Regions from separate parts of the Callithrix jacchus genome. Here region 1 is linked to region 2. A link is a contact called in public Hi-C data. All regions are on one chromosome and are shown on one strand. The core of a region is the stretch at or near the end of the contact, and the rest is flanking DNA. Distances in the headings are between cores, read along the strand shown. Region 1 has its middle 12 kb from the start of ENTREP3. Region 2 holds the start of THBS3 (thrombospondin 3).

Evidence for each region. A called contact is a pair of places that touch in the nucleus more often than the background predicts.
Region 1: a contact with region 2 is called in a Hi-C map of skeletal muscle, with 4 times the contacts expected there. The contact joins the enhancer-like site here to the promoter of THBS3 in region 2. A contact is called at or near these places in 2 of 3 Hi-C or Micro-C datasets (both in skeletal muscle).

Annotation. Positions count from the first base shown.
Region 1 is chr18:15,672,491-15,677,567 of calJac240_pri, reverse strand. No RefSeq gene overlaps it. Among named protein-coding and RNA genes, the nearest start is that of ENTREP3, 12 kb to the left of the region's middle. Within about 2 kb of position 1,352, at least 14 of the 16 cell types and tissues checked have an H3K27ac peak or open chromatin away from gene starts, as enhancers often do. A contact at or near this core is called in skeletal muscle, where this site is marked.
Region 2 is chr18:15,623,835-15,628,847 of calJac240_pri, reverse strand. THBS3 (thrombospondin 3) reads left to right here and starts at 3,035. Exons shown (of 23, transcript XR_013529406.1): 1 at 3,035-3,138; 2 at 4,177-4,383. It overlaps LOC100397722 (metaxin-1), which reads right to left. Exons shown (of 9, transcript XM_035279814.3): 2 at 2,342-2,503; 3 at 524-593; 4 at 312-391. It overlaps TRNAE-UUC (transfer RNA glutamic acid (anticodon UUC)), which reads right to left and starts at 4,885; the gene lies at 4,814-4,885. It also overlaps a transcript of LOC100894943 not described here.

The sequences.
Region 1 (5,077 bases), core at 103-2,602, 50 kb before region 2:
GATTATAGGCGTGAGCCACCGCGCCCGGCCAATGCACCTTCTTGAATGCTTCCCTTTGAAACAGGAAAAATTGGCTCTTCTACTTTATCCTGCTGAACTGGGTAGGAGTGGAGGGGCCCAGGACCCTGACCTAAGCCCTCTTTCTTACCTCGACTTTTCTGTAGGTGGCCCTACTACTAAGGTCCCTGTGTTAATGTCTAACTCCAGCCTTGACCTCTCATGAGCACCATCCAACTCAGCATTTCTGCTTGGAAGTCTAATGGGCATCTCAGATTCAACGTGGCCACAACTGAACTCTCGATTCCCACCCCAGAACCTGTTATTTTTCCACTGTTTCCATCTCAATTAATGGCACCTCCATTATCATTTGCACATTCCAAAAGCTTAGGCATCATTGCGACTTCTTTTCCCATATCCAACACAACCAATCCTATCCTGAATTCATCCACGTCCCACCATCTCGCCAGCTACCCAGTTCCAGCCACCTTCTCTCCACAACCTCTCAATCAATCTTTCACTTTCCCCAACAATCCATTCTCCACTCAGTAACATGATGATAAAGCATGTCAAGGCTCTGCCTCAATTTAATGGCTTCCCATTGTGTTTAGAATCACCTCCAAGCTCTCAGGGACTATGGCACACCTTCTGTTCCACCCAAATTGTCTCACAGCACAAGCACGTTTGCATCTGCTGTTTTCCAAGCACGAAACCCTTAGCCCCTATAGCTGCTGCTGTCACCTAATTTCAGGTTTTAGCTCCATTCTCACCATTTCAGTGAGCACCCAATACCCGTTTTAGTCTATCACATAGCCATGTTTTTTGTTGTTGTTGTTGTTGTTGAGACAGAGTCTTGCTCTCTCACCCAGGCTGGAATGCAGTGGTGCATCTGGGATCACTGCAACCTTCCACCCTCCGGGTTCAAGCGATTCTCCTGCCTCAGCCTTCCAAGTAGCTAGGCGTACAGGTGCCTGCCACCATGTCCACCAGGCTAAGTTTTGTATTTTTAGTAGACATGGGGTTTCACCATGTTGGGCAGGCTGGTCTCGAATTCCTTACCTCAAGTGATCCGCCTGCCTCGGCCTCCCAAAGTGCTGGAATTACAGGTGTGAGTCACTGCGCCTGGTCACATAGCCATGTTTTGAGCATGTATCACTATCTACAATTATTTTTTGTTTACGTTTGTGTTGTCCCATAGAATGTAAGGTCCCAAGATCAGGAACTTGCGCATTCCGCTGAGTCTAACAGTAGGTCCTCAACCAACACTCGTTAAGATATGAAAGTGGCAGAGTGGGGACTTGTAAACAGCTTTAGGACCCTATGCTTGTAGGGGCAACGTGGTACCCTCCAAGGAAGCCAGGGAGGAGGAAGGAGCAGTGCCCAGAGATGGCGTCAGGCTGCAAGACTTCGTCAATAATTCACCATCATAACAACCCAGCATCAGGAAGGGCTGAGGCGCGGCCAGGACGAAACATTATGTAAGAGGCGATGGATGTTGGGATTCCCACGGGGCAGGCTCTGGGCACAGGACGTTCCCTAAACCCGAGGCTCTTTAAAGTGGAAGTTTAGGAATCCTGCTGAGTTTCGGTGGGCTGGACTCACTGTGGGAATTCAATTGCCCCCATCCACTAAGGCTGTGCTGGCGCGAAAACGCTGAGACGCATGCGTGGTTCCGGTGTTCGGCGCTTTCTCCGTTTCCAAATACGCTTGCGCCCCATCTTGGCTATGACTGGTCAGCGAGAGTTGTCCGTCTCCAATTAGACCAATGAGACTTGTGGAGGGCCTCTGTGTCCCGCCTCTAAACGAGTGGCCGTTCCCTTCGGAGTGAGGCCCCGCCCCGCCTCCCCCGGGCTGCTTTTCTCACGGCTGAGGCTGGTCCTGGCTTCTGCACTTACTGCCCTGGGCCTCAGGCTCCAGTCCCGCCCACGCGCCTTTGCAGGCTGCGGAGGGATTTCTTTTTGCCGCCGATTGGGGCTGCTGTTTCTCTTCCCCGACGGTAGACGTTGTAAATATTTCGCCCTTTGGATTTTAGCTGTGCCCTACCTGCGTTCGAACTTAACGTTTTTCACCATCATTATTATTTTTACTGGCAAGGATATTAAAATTTTACTAACGAAGAAGAGATTATAAAATCTTCAAGTTCGGCCGGGCGCTGTGGCTCACGCCTTAATTCCAGCACTTTGGGAGGCTGAAGCGGGCGGATCACCCGAGGTAGGGAGTTCGAGACCAGCCTAGCCAAAAACATGGAGAAACCCCATCTCTGCTAAAAATACAAAAAATTAACCGGGCGCGGTGGCGCATGCCTGTAATCCCCAGCTACTACGGAGGCAGAGGTAGAATTGCTTGAACCCGGGAGGCGGATATTGCGGTGAGCCGAGATCACCCCATTGCACTCCAGCCTGGGCAACAAGAGTGAAACTCCGTCTAAAAAAAAAAAAGTCTTCAAGTACTTGGATCCACTTGCTTTTTGAGGGGTTGAGTGGAGAGAAGGTTATATAATTCATGCATTCTTCAGACATGTGACAAACGTTCCCGGAGCTAGCTCCAGAGTCGGGATGCGCACTGGGGCTGCAGATGGGAGCCAGGACGGACTGGTCCCTACCCTGCCCGCTGACGATTGGCCGGCCACTTCCTTTGATGAGCTGAGCCATCAAAGGAAAATAAATAAAACTGCCAATAAGCCATTTGTACAATTCATCACAACAGTGATAAGGGTGACAAAGGAGCTACTCGGGAGGCTGAGGCGGGAGGATCGCTTGAGCCCAGGAGTTTGAGACCAGCCTGGAGGATAGAGACACTGTCTGAAAAACAGGGGAGAAAGAGACAAAGATGAGCAGGCTATGAGTTTGTGTTACAGGAGGTGTGGGGTTGGGGCAGCATGGGTCGAGGTTCTTTTTTTTTTTTTTTTTTTTGAGATGGAGTCTCACTCTGTAGCCCAGGCTGGAGTGCGGTGGCGCGATCTCGGCTCACTGCAACCTCCACTCCCCTCCCCAGGTCACGGTTCAAGCAATTCTCCTACCTCAGCCTCCCAAGTAGCTAGGATTACAGGCACGAGCCACCATCCTCAGCTAATTTTTTGTATTTTTTAGTAGGGACACGATTTCACCATGTTAGCCAGTCTGGTCTTGAACTCCTGACCTTGTGATCCACCTGTCTGGGCCTCCCGAAGTGCTGGGATTACAAGCGTGAACCACCATGCCCGGCCAAGGGGTGAGGTTCTTAAAAGTGACATCTGGGCTGAATTCTGAAAGAATAAGCCTTAGCTAGGCTAAGCTGTGGGGAAGAGTGGGGCTGCTGAAAGAAGGGATTGTAACTGAATGCTAGTCTACCTCTACACTTGCCTCCTACAGTCTGATTTCTACTCAGCAGCCAAAGTGATCTTTTAAAAATATACATCTGGGCTGGGCATGGTGGCTCGAGCCTGTAATCCCCCAGCACTTTGGGAGGCTGAGGTGAGTGGATCACTTGAGGTCAGGAGTTCAAAACCAGCCTGGCCAACATGGTAAAACACTGTCTCTACTAAAAATACAAAAATTAGTTGGGCTTGGTGATGTGTGCCACTGCACTCCAGCCTGGGCGACAGAGCAAGACTGTCTCAAAAATAAATAAATAAAATAATAAAAATACACACCTGATACTGTCATTTCCCCTGAACCAAACTCTACAGTGAATTTCTGTCTTAGAACAAAATTCAGATTCCTTACTGTGGCCACCAAGACCCTACACGATCTGGCCTCTAACTTCCTTCTCCAAGGTCACGTTTTCCCACTATCCATCTCACTCACGCTGCTCCGACACTCTCTATGCTTTCACTATTTCTTTGTTTTCCTTCTTTCTTTCTTTCTTTTTTTTTTGTGAGATGGAGTCTTGCTCTGTCACCTAGTCACCAAGTCTGGACTGCAGTGGTGTGATCTTGGCCCACTGCAACCCCTGTCTTCCAAGTTCAAGCAATTCTGCCTCAGCCTCCTGAGTAGCAGGGAATATAGGCCACTAGGCCTAGCTAATTTTTGTATTTTTGGCCGGGCGTGGTTGGTCATGCCTGTAATCCAAGCACTTTGGAGGCCAAGGCGGGCGGATCACCTGAGGTGGGCAGTTCAAGACCAGCCTGACCAACATGGTGAAGCCCCGTCTTTAAAAAAAAAAAAAAAAATTTGTATTTTTACTAGAGACGGGGTTTCACCATGTTGTCCAGGCTGTTCTTGAACTCCTGACCTCAACTAATCTGTCACCTTGGCCTCCCAAAGTGCTGGAATTACAGGCGTGAGCCACTGTGCCTGGCCCACTTTGTTTTTCTTCTTAACTCTCATCTGAAGTCCGTTTTTGTTTGTGTGTTTGTTTTTTGTTTTTTCTATGACCCCCACTACAACAACAATTTCATAACCCCTTTATCATCGTATTTCTTGCTGTATCCCAGAATTGAGAACAGTGACAGGCACATGGTAGATATCCAATTAATATTTGTTGAACATGTGAATTGGAGAGTGCATAGTAGGGGCGCCTAACATCCAGTCAGGGGTGTCAGGAAAATGGTTCTGATGACAGTAAGGCTGAGGCTTTAGTACAAGACAGGTTTTTTTACAAGACCGTGGGAAGAAGAAAGGGTTCAAGGCAGAGGGGACAGAAGTGGCAAAACGGACAGAGTGTAGCCTGTTGGAGGAGGTGATTCAAGCATGTGGGTAGTGGAGAGGTGATTCATGCCTGTAATCCCAGCACTTTGGGAGGCCAAGAGGGGCAGATTGCTTGAGTCAAGGAATTTGAGACCAGCGTGGGCAACCCCATGTCTACCAAAAAAAAAAATTTGTAAAGACAGAGTCTTCCAGTGTTGGTCAGGCTGGTCTTGAATTCCGGGCCTCAAGGGATCTCGCCTCAGCTTCTTAAAATGATGGGGTTGGCCAGGCACAGTGGCTCACGCCTGTAATCCTAGCACTTTGGGAGGCCGAGGCAAGTGGATCACCTGAGGTCAAGAGTTCGAGACCAGCCTGGCCAACATGGTGAAACCTCATCTTTACTAAAAATAAAAACATTAGCCAGGCATGGTGGCAAGGGTTTATAATCCCAGCTACTTGGGAGGCTGAGGCAC
Region 2 (5,013 bases), core at 1,786-4,285:
TCCAGTCCCACCATCAGAGGCCAACTACTGGCTTCTGCTCTCTTTCAGCCTGTGCTCCTCTCCCTCCTGTCTGACAGCAGAAGACACTGTCCCTCTGGATACCCCAACAGTGCCCTGAGCTGCATCTCTTGCCAACTGCTTTACTATGTCACAGCAACATTGTGTGTGTCTCCGCCATCAGACTGTGTGTTCCTTGATGCTCTGGGTCACCTGCATCTAGCATGGCATATGTCTTGTGCTCAATAAATGTGTATTGTACAGAATTGACTGAATTTCTCTCACTGGCAGCCCCCTCTATGCAAGCCACCTACCTCTTTTCGAAGGTGGGTGATGATCTTGTGTGGTACTGAGATGACCTCTCCATGACTGGTCCGAAGGGCAGGCAGAGTTCCTGACATTGAGAGAGAAGTATACCAACCAGGCCCTTAGCTGCCTATTCACACATATTTACAACACATTCCTGCCTATCTCCTGCTCCTCCCCTTTTACACACCCTTCCTCACCCCCAAAGGATACTGGGTACCTGAAGGGCTCCGCCAGGGGTTGCTGATCTTGTGCACCTTCAGTGGAGCACCTGTAAATCTGGCATAGGTCTGCAGGAAATGAAGCAGAAGGCAGAAAGGCAGGGCCATAGTCCCCACAAGGGGTGTCAAGAAGAGAAATAACATTTATTGAATACCTATGTGCCATGCCCTATGCTTAATATCCTAGTCCAGAAAAAAAAAGAGAAGACACTACCACTGTTATTTCTCAAATGGACAACACAGTGCTTAGAGAGATTATGGACATGTCCATGATTACAGGTCAGTTAGGAAAATCCTTCCCTCTATCTCCTCCCCTGTCATCTACCTGGTGAACATTTATCCTCAGAAGCTTTTCCTAACAAGTATCCCTCTTCTTGGAAGCATTGACCATGCCCTTCTCTTTGGCACAATCTGTGGTCTGTTACTACTTATACCTGAATATTTTATTATATTTATTTGCTTACCTATCTGCCTTTGTGTAAACTCAAGGAAAGGAACCGAATTTTATTCATCTTTGCATGGCAATATTTAGTATTTGGAAGAAATATAATAGATGCTTTTCAAAGCAGGAATGAATAAATGAAGCTAAGTCTGTCTGATTGCTAAGCTCTTTCTACAGAGCCTGGCTGTGAGTCTTTTGGTCCAACAAACAATAGGCTCAGTAAATGCTGTTAAGTGAGGAGGAGGAAAAGAAGACGGCTGAGGAGAAGGCAGGAATTCCAAACCAGAGTAGGTCCCTGAGATAGTCCAGCCTAGTAAACCTCCGGATGGAGAAACAACGCCCAGAGAAGAAAAAGAATCGCCCCAAGGTCACACAGCCAGTTAATGAATGAGCAAGGACTAGAACCCATCTCCTGAACTCCCCACCAGGCGTCTTTTCATTGCTGCATGAAAGCTAGAAAACTACAGCACAGGGCATTGAGCCCATAGCGGCCACGTACGCTCTTTGACTGCCTCAGTTTCCCCCAATGCGCCCGTGCTGAGTAGCTCTGACAAAGTTCGGATGCTCGGCTAGTTCGGCCCCCTCCCCAGTCATCGAGGCACAGCAGAGGGCGCCGGCGCCTCCCCTCACCAGCACGGCCAGGCTGTCCAGGTCCACTGACGGCAGGCCCCAACCCCCTGACCAGCAGAATAGCTCCATGGGCGCCGCCATCTTGCCCGCCCCCTGTCCCGGAAACACTTCCTTCTGTGCTCCTGCCCTCCCCTGCACGGACCCGCCCCCTGCCACCGCCCCTCGTGTCGTGGCGGGCAGGGGGCTTGGGGAGGTCTCCGGGGAGGCGAGGCTTCTGCTGGCCCGACTGGCAGCCGCACTGCGGGGGGCTGGGCCGCGGGCCTCGGGGAGGGACGGCCGCCGGCCCATCCAGAGGCGGGCCCCGTAGCGGGACAGCGCTGTCAGCCAGGCGCGCCTCGGAAAGTCACGGCGCTTCGGCTGAGTGGAGCCCCGAACCCCCGACGGCGCGGCCAGCCCAGGAGAGCGGGGTCTTGTGCGCCTGGGCCAGGTCTGGGGGCTCTTGCCAAAGTGCACGTGGCCTGTACTGCTCTGGGGCCCCTTGGGGCTCGTCCCAGAGCGGGGACTGCGGCGGGGGGGTCCCCCGAGCAGCATGTTTTCCACAGCGCGTTATGTTTGGAGCAGGCCCTGCGCCGCCTGTCGCCATGGAAACAAAACAGGGGCGGTGGCGGCGGCCGGAGCGGACGCCGGACTGGGGCCTGGGTGGGGGAGGGGAGGAGAGTGGAGGCTCGCAGGCTGTTGCCTAGGTAATGGGAACTCAGGCGCCCCTCTGCTTCATCCGGATCAAGGACCGTCCGCTAGTACCTACAGGATTCCACAGTCTGGTCGTTGGCTCCTGGCCTGTCCCCCGGTCTTCTGCGCCTGTTCCTGGTGTCCCTTTCCTCTTTCCTGGTTTCTTCACTCCGACCTCACTGACCACTGCTTTAGACTCTCCAGTTCCCGTCAGACGCTTCCAGACTCCCAAAGTTTCCTAAAAATGAGGGAAAATGGAGAAACAGGCCCGTGTCAGGGGACCCCCACCCTAATAAAGAGCGCTTGCTCCGCCAGAACAGCAAACTTCATGCCATGTGGGCATCCCTGGGCACTATAGCAAGCTAGTTTTGGCCACTCCCTTGGCATCCTTTCCTGCCAGCTGTGGAATAATGCCCACTGTCTAGCACTGCCCCTGGTAGGGGTTCTTGCCTTCCACAATCGTGGCTTCCAGAAAACGGTAGCATTTGGTAGTGCTGTGTGCTGAGACCCCCAACAGTGTGATGACTGGGGAAAGGGAGGCAACTAGGGGCGGACCATTAGGGGGAGGTAAGAGGCAGGGAGGCCTCCAGGACTGTTTCCCAGTGCCCCTGGTTCCCAGAGCTGATGATGCCTGCAGGGTGATTGGCAGCTCTTTGTTTCAGCCCCCCCCATCCACCCGCCTGCTGGCCCCCCCTCCGACTCCGTCCCTCCGCCCCCCGGCTCCTGCTCTCTCCGCCTAGCCTTTTCCCCTCCCAGCTGCCTGCCTGCCAGGGGTAGTGAGCCGGCTGAGCGGCATGGAGACGCAGGAACTTCGGGGGGCCCTGGCTCTTCTCCTCCTTTGCTCTTTCGCATCTGCCAGTCAGGACCTGCAGGGTAAGCCTGTCTCCATCCTCTTAGACCACTCTGCCTCTTTCCCATTTGCCCCCAGCCCAAGTAGCAGAGAACATGTGGGCAAGGAGAGAGGGGAGGAGTCCAGAACTTGAGCCAGAGGAAAACGTTAGACTGCCTAGAATTGGTGAAATTATGGCCTGGTGGAGAGGAGTGGGCACCAGAGGGTAGTGGGGAGTCGGAACGGGCCAGGGTCAGGCATGAGGCCAGGGCAGAGGACTCAGGAACTGGATGCTCAGGCTGCCTGGCTGGGGTGGTGTCTGAGCATCTGTAGATACCCCAGGGTCTGGGAGAGCAGCCTGAACGTGGATGTACTGTGTAGGTCCCTGGGCTTCATCCCCCTGTGCTCCTGGGTGTCCAACGACAGGGCGGGGGTGGGGACCAAGAAGCCTGGGCTTTTTCAGAGGTTTGGTGGTGGGATGGACCATGGGTGTGGGAGAGGTAGCTGGAGCAATGACACAGGCGTAGATTCTTTCCTGGCTGGAGAAAAAACCACAGATTGGCCAGGACACAGGAGGCAGAGGAGCTGGGTCCTACGTTCCCATGGGAGACAGCCCAGATGGTGGGAGGGTCAGAGCCCTCAGTGGGCAGCTGTTCTTATCCAGAGTGATTGTGATGTGCCCTTAGGATGGGAGGAGGGACACTAGGGTGTGGAACGAGCCAAATCCAGCAGTGGAAAGAGAAGCTGCCTCCCGTTTCTGCCTTGTGGGCACCAGGTGCCACTCCTGCGGGGGATCAGCACAGCATCTCCCTTGCGCCACCTGGTGGAGTCATCTCAAATTTGTGGGGTGCTGTTTCTGTTTCTAAGTGAGCTTCAAGCCTGCAGGTTCCTGGAAGGGGGTAGAGGGCAATAATGGGGAAAGGAAGGCACAGTGCCTCTGTCCTCTGAGAGCAAGAGTTGAGTTTTGAGGTCACTAACGCTGCCTGGTGGTGGGGGTAGGGGGTGATGTGGGCTTAGGGGAGGGCATACCTTAGCATTTGATCCCATTCTCTAACCTTGACAACCCCTGCCTGCCTGACCAGTAATTGACCTGCTGACTGTGGGCGAGTCTCGACAGATGGTGGCTGTGGCAGAGAAGATCCGGACAGCCTTGCTCACTGCTGGGGACATCTACCTCTTGTCTACCTTCCGCCTGCCCCCCAAGCAGGGTGGTGTCCTCTTTGGCCTCTACTCTCGCCAAGACAACACACGATGGCTGGAGGCCTCTGTCGTAGGCAAGATCAACAAAGGTGACTGGTGGGCATCTCCTTTCCTGCAATGGTGACCCCTTGAGCACTCTCCCTCATCCCTACTTCCCAAGTGCTTCCTAATTTTCCTTGGCCTCCACTGGGGACCATGGTCCCATTTGGCTGTGCCCACACATCAGGGGCATCTGGTATGGGGTGCTTACAAGGTGCTTTAAGAGGCCAGGTACCAAACAATCGGGTGAAGCTTGAGGCCTGGTATTTATAGGGATGGGTTGTACTTGGGATGCCTGGAGGGAGGGTGAGGCATGTCTCTGCCTCAGCAGTGTTACAGAAAGGTCCTTCAGATCCCTGGCACAGTTCAGTGGGCACAAACCAGCTGTCACCCTAGGAGAGGATAGAGTCATCTGATACCACTGAAGACTACTTCAGTCTTATTCTCCAAACCAATTTTTTATTTTTATTTTTATTTTGGTTCCCATACCAGGAGTCGAACCTGGGCCACTTGGGTGAAAACCAGGAATCCTAACTGCTAGACTATATGGGAACCAGTTTTTTTTTTTAAAGGGCATCTCACTCTGTCACCTAGGGTGGAGTGCAGTGGCACAAGATCAGCTCCCTGCAACCTCCGCCTCCCTGGTTCAAGCAACTCTCCTGTCTCAGCCTCCCAAGTAG